3 separate regions of the Mus musculus genome follow, and all the other regions are linked to region 1. Evidence: chromatin contacts called from public promoter capture Hi-C data. All regions are on one chromosome and are shown on one strand. The core of a region is the stretch at or near the end of the contact, and the rest is flanking DNA. Distances in the headings are between cores, read along the strand shown. Region 1 overlaps Esyt2 (extended synaptotagmin-like protein 2). Region 2 overlaps Ncapg2 (non-SMC condensin II complex, subunit G2). Region 3 overlaps Wdr60 (WD repeat domain 60).

Region 1 (4,595 bases), core at 1,833-4,332:
GAGTGTTTGAAACCTCAAAGCCCAGCATCAATGGACATACTTCCTAATCCTTATCATTGGTACAACCAAACAGTTCTACCAATTGGGGGAACCACTCAAATCCATGAGCCTATGAGGGTCATTCTCATTCAAACCAGCACACCCCATGAGAAAGATCAGCTGCCAAAGTGCAGGTGTTTGTGAACACAAGTATGTGAGAGCAAGATATAGAACAGTGCAAGTGAGCACGTGAGAGAGTGTATATGTGAGAAGGGGTGAGCTCATGAGGACACAAGGAAAGAAGAACAAGAGGAATGCAATCATAGCAGCTCTTTGAGAAGCATCCTTTGAAAGGCAAATCTCTGGTCCTTCCTGATCTCCCTAAAAACTCATGTCAGGACAATGAAAGCCAGGGCCTCTGGATGACTAAAGATCTCTAATCAATAAGCTAAGGCATATGTGAAATGTGTGTTCCCAAACACAGCAAGCTCATCTCTGAGCTGTGGCAGAATGAAGCACAATGCAGAATACTGTCCATGCTTATGAAAGAATGTCATGTTTTACCTGGAACAACAAAGTATGTGCACAAATTTCATGAAAACCACAGAGATGAGCCATTGAGATGCCAAGTCTGAGGACCTGGAACCTATGGTAGGAGAGAACTGAGCCCTATAACTTGCCGTCTGACTTTGACATGTGTACCACTGTGTGCACGCGCGCGCGCGCGCACACACACACACACACACACACACACACACACACACACACGTGTACACACACACACTAAATTAATGTTAAAAAAGAAACCAAGAGGTGTTCTTCTCTACTACTGTAAGACGGGACTGTCTGAGGGATGTAGTAAAGCTGATAGTGTTACAACAGCAACTGACCCTAATCAATTGGCAGTTCTCAGGCATGTCATTTGGGAAGTTCGTTACACAGGCAAGCTGATGGCTGGCTCCACAAGTCTTCAGTGGGGTTTTACTCCATGTTTTTATTAAGTAGCTTTAGGCTGACAGTAAAGCTAAAGAATATCTTCCTTATGTTTTAAAGCCTCATGACTTAGGCAAGAAAAAGAAAGAAAAACCTGCAAAGAGCACTACTCTGATGGCACAGGAAAGCTGAGTCGTTAGGGCCCAACCAAGTGACATGGTTTCTCTGAGGCAACTCTGAAGGAGACAGAAGCAGTCTGAATGAAGATTGAGCCCCACAGGAGCTGGTGAGACAATTCATGCTAGACTCCAAAGAAATGCTGAAGACCAAGAGTGAGTGAACCAGAGATCCACAGAACAGGGGCATGGAAACCAACGTAGGCCCTGTATCTATACATCGGCATTTCGTACACATCAGGCCAGAAAGAACACTTCCTGTAGGGCTGTGGCCAGGAAGGAGAGCAGCTGACAGTGTAGATGGGCACAAGGAAAGCCTTGCAGTAAGTTCCTTTGGGGACTGTGGCAGGGTACATTTCTAGGCTTAGTCTATCCTACAGAAGAACTACAGCATACACTCAGCATTGGTAAGGAAAGCAGCCAGGGAAAGTTCTACCTTGAAACTCAGGATGCTACAAGGCTATGGAAGGTGTGCAAAACTGTCCAAATAATGAATGACACCAAACTATAGGTTTCACAGGATCAGAGCAAACTCAGCATAAGAAATAACCTTGGACTACTTAAGGTGTGGTTTGAATCTATAGGTCTGTCTGCAGACTTGTCTGCAAGAATGGTAGAATGAGCCTCTGTACTACAACTCTCTCAATCCCAGACTTGGTCTATCCAGACGGGGGAGGGGGAGAGAGAGGGGAACACACAGATCACAGATATGGTCTGGAAAACTAAGGCTCTTCTTGGAGGGAGAGAAGGAAGCAAAAGCTATGGTCACTCAATCTGTCACACTACACTGCCTTTCCACTGGCTCCAAAAGTCAGTTAGCCATTACAGTGCACTGTCTTCCTCTAGTTGCAAAAAAATTCAAACTCCTGGTTCTAACTGGTTCTGAGAGTCAACTGTACAATAAACATAATTTCTACATTTAAGAAATTCCTCTCCTTCACTGCCTTTACTTAAAATACGTTAAGTTCTGGGATTCTAGCCCAGTAAGGTTCAAATTCTTATTATAACTCTAAAAGGAAGATAGTTCTACTTGACAAAGAAATCCCCTTCACTTGGCTGAAATCCGTCTCCAAAGAAAACCACATGGAGCAAGCCTCAGTTGCTCTGTGGAGGACTTCTGGAAAAGACCTGCTTTTATAACTTGTTCTTTTGGGGTTAACTGAAGACTCTGAAAACACCTTGTGAACAAAAGTTCCTGAAGAGGGGCTGGAGAGATGGCTCACCGGTTAAGAGCATTAACTGCTCTTTCAGAGGTCATGAGTTCAATTCCCAGCAACTACATGGTGGCTCACAACCATCTGTAATGGGGTCTGATGCCCTCTTCTGGTGTGTCTGAAGACAGCTACAGTGTACTTGTCATATATATAAAAAATAAATAAATAAAAATCTTTTAAAAAGAAAAAAAAAGTAAAGGTTTGCTATGTGCTTTTAAGAGCACAGACATTCAATTGTGAGTTACGGTATAGTGTCACTCTCTGTCACAGACAGGAGACTGGGACTTAGAGAAATGGCACAGAAAGACAAGGAGAAACCAGGCAGTGCAAAGCTGTCGCCGAGACCCCACACTGCAGTGCTCCCTGTCTCCAAACCCTACCTCCAATACTCCACTTGGGACTGTTCACTTGGCTTCAAACTTCATCATGTCAAGAATTTTCAAGGGTCACTCCACAAGTATCACATTATCAAAACTAATTAAACAAACTAGAAGGCAGAAAACAAGAAACTGTTTAATACAAGTCTCTGGCACTTGTTTCTGAATCATCTGGGCAGAAAAAACAAAAAACAAAAAAAACCAGTAAAACTAAAAAGCCCTTCTGGTTGTATTTTTCACCAGACTCAGGAAGAATTATTTGGCAGCTAACAGCAATAAGTTCTCATATTTTCCAGCTGAAAGTAACTGAAGAAAATTCCCTTCCCTCTAAAGCATGCTCAGTAGCTTTGTTCACCATATAAGGAAAAGGCTGGCTGAACATTTCAACTTCATCCCTTTCTTCTAGGCATTGCAACAGCAGTTGTGAGCTAATGCTGCAACTTATTTTACAAGTGCCTTCATCTGAGGAAGAACAAAACTATGAAAGAGCACAGTTAAGTCCTGAGGAAGACTTGAGGTCTTGATTTCGTTTTTGTAAGGGATAGGATTTTTATGTTAAGAATATTTCCAAAGACAAATAAAGTTTTTAGCAACTTATTAAAGAACATTTTAAATATGCACTAATGGAGTCAGTTTTTACATAAACTGCTTTCTGGAAAAAAAAAACTGGTAGGAGGAAAAAAAAGATGTATTTTAAATCTTTTATAGATTTATTTCTCAAAATTTTAATAAAGTAAAAGTTAATGTATTCCTTGAAAACATTTGGAAGTGTAATGTACACTATCTACTTGAACACATGAAAGTAGGAAAGAGAAGACGATACTGCTGAAGGCAGCTGTGCAATCTTCTGCACAAAGCACTGCCCACGCTGCACTTGGTCTGGCCTAGGCATACTGTCTTTTTAAAACCAAGTAACAATTTTCAGTGGGTCTTCTGAGCCAAATGACACATTTAAATTACACATGATGTTAGTAGCGCCTCCCCAGGAAACCTGCCAAGTTTCATAAGCAGTATCCCGCCAAAGAAGCAGCTCATCTACACCCCCTGGACTCTGGGAAGAGATGTGCCCTTCACTTTAGTACTTATGGCCTCTGCTGTACAACTTCCAAAACTACAGTGGGTACTTGTCCTGGAAGACAGAATCTTTCCAGAAATAAGTGACACAAAGTGGCTTAAGATAGAATTCTGGAGAAAAGGAAAAAAAGAAAACTGGAGGACACAGTTACTATTTTGCTTCCAAGGGCAGTGAGTCCCTGTGGTTGGAACTTGGGATGCACAGTTAGGCAGTGGAGAAATGTGGCCAGAATGAGAGCGCTTAGGTTTTGAGTGCAGCAGAGAGCTTGTCTACCTAGCATGCACAAAGCCCTGACTTCAAGTCTCAGCATTAAAAAAAAAAAAAAGGAAGAAAAAAGCAGGCACTGAAGGTAGCACTAATCATTGGCTGCAGGACTCAGGAAAGGGTAAGAAATAGCTTTACTTTCCTGTTTTCATTCTAATAATAATGCTTAACAAGCACAAGGCATTTACAACAATAATGAAAAGAAATACAATCTAAAAATATGAATTGACATCATGCTTAGCCAAGTATTAAAAGGTCAATAAAAATTACATTTAAAAGCACAACACGGCTGGTGAGATGGCTCAGTGGGTAAGAGCACCCGACTGCTCTTCCGAAGGTCCAAAGTTCAAATCCCAGCAACCACATGGTGGCTCACAACCATCCGCAACAAGATCTGACTCCCTCTTCTGGAGTGTCTGAAGACAGCTACAGTGTACTTACATATAATAAATAAATAAATCTTTAAAAAAAAAAAAAGCACAACACATAGAGCTGTACATGTAGCTCATCAAATACTGCCCCCAACCCTATCAAAGAAGGTATATGTATCTCAGGAGGCGAGTCAGAGGGAGACTTA
Region 2 (4,125 bases), core at 707-3,206, 98 kb before region 1:
ACCACGCAGTCCAGTGTCTCTAGGTATTTTGAAGGGGACTAGATAGATCCAGGATGCCTAACCTGCAGCTACTCATATAAAGCAACACAGCATCGACCCATGCTTCCCATATAAAAGTTACACGAGTAACTGTTCTACTATATTGTTTACAGACTAATGGCATGAAATAAAAGCTGCACATGTTCAATCATGTTCTGAATATTTTCAGTCCGAATGATGTCACAGATGAAAACACTTGAAAAGATGGATGAATTTCCCAAAGACACAAAGCTATAAAGCAGGAGTGGTAGAGACAAATCTGCAAGTCAAAGTGCTACCACATGTCTACTGGGAACAAGGCATGCACAGCTATAGTCCTAAAACTATATAAGGATACATAATGGAATGTCTCAAGACTAACTAAAAAGAGGAGAAAGGGACAGTGTGGTTCTGTACATCTGGGGACACGGGCAGAACGGGTATCCGTAGGCTGACCCTGCTGGCAAGTACTGAGCCTGCAGCTAGCTACAAGACATAGAGGTTAGCAAGCAGCGAGTGCCCTCCACAGCAATACGTACATACAGTTCTTCAAACTGCTTCTGGATTTCATTGTCCATTTCAGTAGCAGTGAAGTTTGGATCTCTAATAGGAAATGCTTCAACAAACAACAATGCAGCATTTGATCGAACTTCAGAATTTCTGGCCTATAAAAATATAAGTACTTTTAGAAGTTCAGAGAGTGTTCCCAAGCTAATACTTCCACAATTTCAGTAAAGAGTTATTTACAAATGAAAGACAACTTTAGGGGCTGGCAAGATGTTCATAGGACAAGGGCAGTTGCACCTGAATTTAACAACCTGAGGTCAATCCTAGGAAGGAACACATGGTGGAGAAAACTGACACCTACAGGCCACACTCTGCCCTCCACATATGCTACCACTTCCTAATAAATAAACAAATAAATTGTAATAAAAATAAGATAGTTTTAACCTTTAAGTTAGCAAAAACGGCTGTGGATGTAACTTAGTGGCAAAGTACACACTCTGCCATGTGTGTGGCGCCCTGGGCTCTGCCCTTGGCATCACAAAAGTAAACAGCCAAACTTTGTGAGGTCATCCTTAAATGAAACCAAACTCCCAGTCAGTGTCAAGAGACATTAAAGACCACTTTTCTCACTTCAGAGCTGTATTTGATTACACTTTTCAATTTTCAGACTATTAAAAAAGAAAGGTTAGTCATATTAAGAGATTATTAAGAGGTAGTTTCTGCCTTCTAATGAATCAAAGCTATTTGTGTAGACCTAGGCATTCATCAGAATGCTAACCAGAGTGTCCCTGTCTTCTGCCCTCATTACAGCCTTGAGAGTACAAGAACAGGCGGGTGGTGCAGCCTGTACTCTCCCAAATCTCTCTGAGTTTGTGCAAACCAAGACACCGATTTTCAGTGACTGTTTACTTAGCACAGAACTGATCTGCCTTTATAGTTAAGTAGATCAAAGAAATGCTCTTCATAAAGGTCAAAAACTGAGAGCCAGGAATGGTGGCACATACTTATAGTACCATTTACATGTGAGATTGAGGCAGGAAGACAGATCACTTGAGCCCAGGTGGCTAGGATGAGCAACACAGTAACAGCACAGCTCAAAAACAGAAGAAATTTTGTTCTGAAGTTCCATAAAGCACTGTCTCTAGTGTTTTAGCTGCCTTCTGAATTAGCACAGGATCAATTCCAAGCACATCCTGCACTAGGAAACACAGTAAAATGTTACCTTTAGTCCCCTCCACAGGATGGGCTTATATAACCTATACAGCATCTCTTCCACTCCCTGACGGACTTTCTGTTGGTGAAAGTAACTCAGCACCTAAAAGCCCAAGAAAGAGAAAGGAAACAAAGGCCATGTAGTTATGTATAAGGCATTTGAGTCAGATGTAATAGTGTTTATCTCCAAGCAAACACAACAGCTCAGGAACAAGAGGAAAGGTTATTCTACCCCACCCCACCCCACCACTATGACACAACATTCTCTGGCAAGACCTACAGCAGATACAAGACAATCTTGAATACAACAAATCAGAAAAAAGAAATCACAGCCAAAATAACAATCAATGGCTCTGAATTCTAATACCACCTGGGTTCTAATGCCTACCACCCAGTGATACATGCCTGTTGTTACACTAATTGACTATCCAGGATAACTCAGCAAGACCGTATCTCAAAAATCAAATAATATAAAAATTAAATTATTATTAGCCTACCAAGAGCCACATAACTCCATAGAGCTCTGACAGTAAGGGCAAAATGGAAGCATGAATAGTTAAAAGGGGTTCAGGAACAAGACTTTGGCTGATTCATCTTGACTCAAACGTTCTTTGAACCTACTATTGGCCCTGCTTTTTAGCTCTCTCTTTATTGCCCAACAAGAGCAGGTTTCAACACTCTGCTGCCCACCAGGGACATGCACCAGCTCTCTATCTTAAGGTTTCATAAGGAACGGGCGTCTACTCAATACTCTTTATAGTACTAGCTTAATTGAGATATCAGGATCTTCCCAAAACTTAAAATAAATTACAAATAGACCATCCATTTCCTTTGAAAGTCAGAATCACCCCATAATTCAGTATAAATGCTTGAACCCAGAAACAATCAGTTTTGCCTTATTGGAATCCATTCCTCATGGTTTTCTGATGGACGATTTCATTCTTTTTTAATTCTAGAAAATGTCTCGTACTACATTTCTTAAGCCATCCTCCAACTCATGATCCTCCCATTTCAGCCTCCAGATCAATGGAATTACAAAAAGACCCCATCACACTCAGCCTGATTGTTTCTTTTCATGAGTTTCATTGATGGTCTAGATTTTTTTTAGTATAGTATTACCATGTTTTGGTATAGATGATGTTCTCACTTCACAGAGACTTTAAGCAGCTTAAAAGTGAAACACAATTCACTCCCCATAAAGTTAAAGCACACAGTCCTGGCTAGATAATGACAGCGTACCATTTCTTTCCTTACCACAGAGCCAGTAGCAGAACAAATTGCCAAAACACCAAATACCAAGACTCTAAGAAATTCCTTTGACTGATGGGGTGAAACTGTGAATTTTTAAACTTAGCCAAAACACTTATTCACAAATAGAAAGGCTGAAATAAGATCTCAACAGCAACTGCTCACAATTGGTAGATTAGAGGTGCCTCCCTCACCTCTCGGACTTTGGAGTGCACTGGAGACCTCCTTAGAAGGTGGATGCCATGGAACATGAAGTCCTGGATGCAGTCATATTCAATGGTCTGAAACAACAAGAGCAATGACAAGCATCCATCAAACAGGCAGTGAGGCAGGCAAGAATCCCCACAGAGCAGCAGCAGCGAATCTGTCCTCTAATTCAGAAAACGTCCGCTATTCTGTCAGAGCTGTTACTATGCATCTATTCCTTTCGTTTCCGTATACAACGATACACTTAGCTACTCCTACTTTATTTGATGGAACAGGGAATCTGAGTAATGTAGCAAGGTAAGCCCCCCCCCCAAAATCATTAGAAAACAGCTCACATCAGACCAAATACAGACACTAGGAAAAAGAAGTATACATAAGCCAGACAGAGATCTCAAAAAACTTATACTGTCCTGGGAACAACACAAGCTTCAACCTGTTTCAAGAACCTCTCAAAAACAAAAACAAAAACAAAAACAAAACCCACAGTGGAGCTACCTCTACAGTGGAGGTCAGAACTCCAGAGACAGACATGAAATCTTCTGGGGTACCTCTGCCAAGTGCTAGGAAAGAAGTGTGTGAGAGACTCTTTGACAACTCCCAATGAAAAAAAGCCACAGGGTAAAACAAAAGAAAAGCTAGGCCCAACTGACTATGTGTTACCCTAAACTCCAGAGTGCAAGGATGCCACATCTTTAGGCAAAGACATAAATATTGCTATCAATATCATCTTGAAAATTTACCTTCCTTGAAGTTAATGATAAATCTCTGAATGTGGGGTAACATCCTATCTGACAAATGATGAGACAGGAGCTATGCCATATGTTCTGGAAGTTACATAAAGACAAACTGGAACTAAACTGGAACTATTAGAATATGGTATTCCCGTCTACAGATGCCTCCTGTAACAAAACATCAATGCCACAGACTTAAAGA
Region 3 (4,465 bases), core at 659-3,158, 95 kb after region 1:
ATTTGGCCACTGAGTTACATCCTCAACTCCTGTTTAATTATTTAAAATAATTTTTGAATACTTTAGACTCACTCTTAATTACTTACATGTGACCCTAAAATATACCCTCCTGCAAGTCCCTGAGTTTTGTTATTCAATTGAATTTTTGTTTCCAATCTGTTTTAAAGGACACGAAGTTCAAAACTGCTCCGGCTTATTGACTTAGACTTTTCGTTCACATTTTCTCTCCTGGATCTACCACCAGTAAATGAGTATGACATGTACATTAGGAACTTTGGGAAAAAAAATACCAAGCAGGTTAGTGCTACCTAACTGATAAAATGAAAGTACAGTATAAATGCATGTGCCTTGTGTCTACTCTGCAATATTAGAATTGGAAATGGCCTCTGAAGGCAGTAGTCAGGAGAAAGCGTGTGCTTCACAACTTGGTACTCATAAACTCAAAGAATGCAAAGTCTAACATAGCCTCTTGGGGCATGATAAATAATTGGTACAGATGACAGGTCCTTAGTTTCTTTTATGTTGAATTTTTGCTCACAAGCCCGTCTTAGCAGGCAAATCTTAGCAGCAGGAGCCTGATAGAAGTAGTAGTCATGCTACATCCGCAGTCAGAAGAGCAGAGTAATAGCTGCGTGCATAGTCATACTAAGTTCATTTTCTCCAATTTCTATACAGTTCAGGACCCAAGCCCAGGGATTGTGTCAGCTGCTTTTAGGCAGGATTTCCCACATCAATTAATATTTGAAAGTCCCCCACAGGCTAACCTTATCCCAACCCCAAGTATACTTTACTTTTTAAAAAAAGTGTATTAGGTCTTTTAAAAATGTCGTTACTTTTATTTTAAGTAATGGCAAATTGATCTGAAATTGAAACTAGATGTTAATTCTAAGCTACTTTTGCCTCTAAGGCGTATGTTCAGTACAATGAAGATAATGTTGAGAGAGACATTCAGACTGAAGATATAGAAACCAGGGAAGTATGGACCCAACACCCAGGAGAAGGCACGGCTGTATCTGGAGGTAACTGGTTGGATGTCTACTCTCTTCACAGTATGTTTTGATTTGTTTTGTTTTTATGTAACTCCTTTTATCCCAGTGTTGTTTTTGATGAGGTTTTAAGTATATGACTGTGGAAGTAACCTTTTAATATTCCTTTGAAAAAACAAATTAGCTCATGAATGAGATCAGAGCTGTTGAATCACAGGGAATCATTAAATTGGCCTGAACCCTAGTCTGATCCCTGAGAGGATTTGTAGTGCCATGGGGAAGATACTGTCCTCCAAATACTCACGATATAACTTCACCCCACACCTGCAGGACAGACTCTGCTCTGAGAACAACACAGTTTATTCTCATCAGTGTGTTGTCATTTTGAAGTGCAGTTTCAAGATGTGTTCCATCAGTGCAGTTTAGCAGTCTCTAAGATACAGGCATCTGCAGCTGTTCACATAGAATTTACTTTACTCATTGACCTTTTTTTTAAAAAAAAAATTTTTTTAAAAGGAATTTTCTATATGGCTTCACCATAAGAAAGCTCCAGGGTTGGTTTCTCTTACTGCCGGTGCCCTGCACCCTAGGTGTTGCAGATTTCTCATCTTTAGATGCTTGATCTGTAACCTAAAACTCACACCAAACACACTGGTTCTTTTTAGTGCATTCCTCGTGGCCGTTGACGAGGATTCAGTCTCTGAACTTCCTGTAAAGCAGTGTGAAGTTGGGAGACAGTGTTGACTTTTCTCCAGGTTCTCCGTATCTGTGGCACTGCTTCAATACTGTGATTTGAAAAGCTTCACTGTTTTGGAGTCAACTTTATTGACTTAAAAAACCTGTATTTTAGGTAGCGAAGAAAAAGACTTCTCTGATGTCACAGTTGTACCGAAGATCGACACTCCGAGGTTGGCTAACTTTCTCCGGGCAGCGTGCCAGGTACTTTCTGTGCTGCGTGTCCTCTTCTGGGAATTAGCGCTCAGGGTTCACTGTGTTGTCCTTGTGGCTTAAAATCAGTTCTTTGTCCTCAAGTATTATTTTCTTACAGATTATCAGTAAAACATTCATATAAGTCCATGCACAACAACACTAGGTAAATATAGGTCACTGAAAATTCTGTTAGTTTTGGGTTCTATACTATAATTTCCTACAGTTGAAAATAACAACAAACTCTTAAGCCAAGTATGTTAAACTGGTAAAGCAAGTATAAACCTGCACAGTATTTGTAAATAATAAACAACTGGCCATGGGAAGCTTTCAAGTACATAACCATGTACCACAGCAGACCTCCCTCATCTGACTTGTTATTCACTCTCCTTTTCATTATTTACCTGGTTATTTTGCAACTGACTCTAATCATCATATTTCAGTATAAATTTCTAAAAGAAAAAGATCTTTTGTTGATGTAAAAAGGCACAGTGTCTCAAAGGGAATATGAAAGTTTACGTTGCAGCCAAATACCAGAGATATAGGTTACCCTAAATACCATGTTTCAACATGGTGAACATTTCCGCTAAGTTTCTAGTTACAGATCAAGAGTGAATCTTAAACCAAAGCACTTTTCAGATATGTTGTAAGAACAATGGGTAGGAGGGATACAACAGCATGAGGAAGTCTGTGCTGGAGGCCCCAGACACTGTCTGATGACAGTCTTAGTCATAAAGACAAGCATAAAGGTGGGCAATGCAAGGCTCTCAGGAGGCCTAAAGATAGATAGCATAAGAGGATTTGTTTGTGACTTGTAATATTACAGCTCTCCACAATCACAAAGTTCTTTAACACAGGTGTGACCTACTAACATTGGTAATTTCTAATATATTAAGATACGAAGTTGATGTTCTAATCTCTATGTTGTCTCAAACTTTTTATATAAACTTAGAATTTAAATGTGGAGCAGACATAAACAGCCTAATAATGTTAAGCCTGGACAGGCTGATTTGGAATAAGCCTGTTTATCAGACTGTTATGTTAGAAATAGGATTAGGCTTGACATATTTGTTATTATTATTAGATTCTGTTTTAGTATAAAGTTCTTGCAACTATAAGAAGAGAGTCCTCAGTGCAGCGCAGTGAAGAGGGAGAGGAGCTGTAACTAGGCAGTGACAGGGATGGGTACAGGAGCCTGCTGCAGCCCTGCTTGCTTGGCTTCTACGGCAGTGACAGGTTAGGGAGCCTGCTCCCATGGTGTCTGTGCTCCCATGGTATCTGTGCATGGCACATCTCTGTCCAACCTACATGCAATCCTGCCAGTCCTTGAGTCATGTCTTTTGCTTCCTTTCCCCATTTCTGCTAATTCTTAAGTCTTTTCACGTTCTAGAGATGACCTAGTTGGAGCCACTGCAGGCATTTAATGCTGACTTAGAGTCAGTGAGTGATGGTTGCCTGTGCTTCTCCTTAGCACTTTGTTTGCTTGAGGGTGTTAGATGTCCAGGCTGCCTCCTCCTCTGAAGTTTTAATTATATTTAATGAAGGAAACAACATGTAATATGAAATAATGGCATACTGTGACATTATATTAGTTTGCTGTTATTATTATACAAAAAGATACTTTTATTTTTAAAGTTATAGTATGGTGGAGCCAAACATTTATTTGTAGAAATGAAATCTACAAAAGGTAATTTTTAACCAAAGGATAGCATGCTGTTAGTGTTTTAAGAAGTATGGCTTACCTTGGGGGTGGTTTTTCTTTTTAAAAATATATTTTTTATTTTATGTGTATGGATATTGCCTGCTTATACATCTGTGAACCATATGTGTGCATTCTGGTCTTGCAGAGGCCAGAGGAGACCCTGGATTGGGGTTACAGCCAGTTGTGTGCTACCATGTAGGAGCTGGGAATTGAACCCAGGTCTCCTGGAAGGGAGTGCTCTTCAGTACTGAACCATCTCTCCAGGCTCTGCTTACTTGTCTTTCAAAGGTGGTTGCTGTATTGCTTGAAGAGGACCGTTTGGCAGCTGGACCCAGCTGGATTCCCCGGGCTCAAGACAAAGCTCTCAACATCAGTGACAGCTCATCTCAACTGAACACAAGCCTACCGTTTCTTCAGAGTAAGAGGTTTTTTTTCTGATATTGGTTTATAGCTAAACACAAACATTTTTATTAGAACACTGATCATTAATGTAATGTTATATAGTTTAAATGTGATGGGATTTATTTTCTATAAAATAGAAACACTCAATGCCTGCAGAATTGCAAATACATGGGGTGTATTCTTTTCTTAAATATGTTTATGATTTATGATTTTCTTAACTAGAAGAGACCTGACAGCAATTTAGATTAGTGAACTTATTTAGTAAGTGGAAACTGAGATTGTCCATGTTTGTTTTAAGTCCTATAATTTCTCTCAGGTAGTCACTCAGGTAATGCCCAGCTATGGAAATGGTAAACAAAGAAAGCCTGGAGTCAGAGTATTTAAATTAGTTTAAACAAACTTCATTTGCAGAGTCAAATTTGAATTTTTATCTCATTTATCTATCTAT

Evidence for each region. Capture Hi-C pulls out chosen DNA fragments and counts their contacts.
Region 2: a promoter capture Hi-C map of adipose tissue shows a contact between it and region 1. The contact joins two enhancer-like sites. A contact is called at or near these places in 5 of 39 promoter capture datasets (3T3-L1-derived adipocytes, the C10 cell line, the HPC-7 cell line and 2 more), 3 of 484 Hi-C or Micro-C datasets (nephron progenitors, neutrophils and trophoblast stem cells) and 3 of 9 other capture datasets (adipose tissue, liver and pancreatic islet).
Region 3: a contact with region 1 is called in a promoter capture Hi-C map of adipose tissue. The contact joins two enhancer-like sites. A contact is called at or near these places in 1 of 15 datasets of contacts at CTCF or cohesin (CD8 T cells), 8 of 484 Hi-C or Micro-C datasets (the AML12 cell line, the C2C12 cell line, Th2 cells and 4 more) and 3 of 9 other capture datasets (adipose tissue, liver and pancreatic islet).

Annotation. Positions count from the first base shown.
Region 1 is chr12:116,324,773-116,329,367 of GRCm38.p6, reverse strand. All of the region lies in intron 6 of Esyt2 (extended synaptotagmin-like protein 2), which reads right to left. Among named protein-coding and RNA genes, the nearest start is that of Esyt2, 46 kb to the right of the region's middle. Within about 2 kb of position 3,082, at least 65 of the 459 cell types and tissues checked have an H3K27ac peak or open chromatin away from gene starts, as enhancers often do. A contact at or near this core is called in adipose tissue, where this site is marked.
Region 2 is chr12:116,422,337-116,426,461 of GRCm38.p6, reverse strand. It overlaps Ncapg2 (non-SMC condensin II complex, subunit G2), which reads right to left. Exons shown (of 29, transcript NM_133762.4): 10 at 3,180-3,266; 11 at 1,748-1,840; 12 at 558-683. Among named protein-coding and RNA genes, the nearest start is that of Ncapg2, 19 kb to the right of the region's middle. Within about 2 kb of position 1,956, at least 7 of the 459 cell types and tissues checked have an H3K27ac peak or open chromatin away from gene starts, as enhancers often do. A contact at or near this core is called in adipose tissue, where this site is marked.
Region 3 is chr12:116,229,149-116,233,613 of GRCm38.p6, reverse strand. It overlaps Wdr60 (WD repeat domain 60), which reads left to right. Exons shown (of 22, transcript NM_146039.3): 9 at 168-297; 10 at 908-1,019; 11 at 1,837-1,925; 12 at 3,904-4,033. Among named protein-coding and RNA genes, the nearest start is that of Wdr60, 32 kb to the left of the region's middle. Within about 2 kb of position 1,908, at least 63 of the 459 cell types and tissues checked have an H3K27ac peak or open chromatin away from gene starts, as enhancers often do. A contact at or near this core is called in adipose tissue, where this site is marked.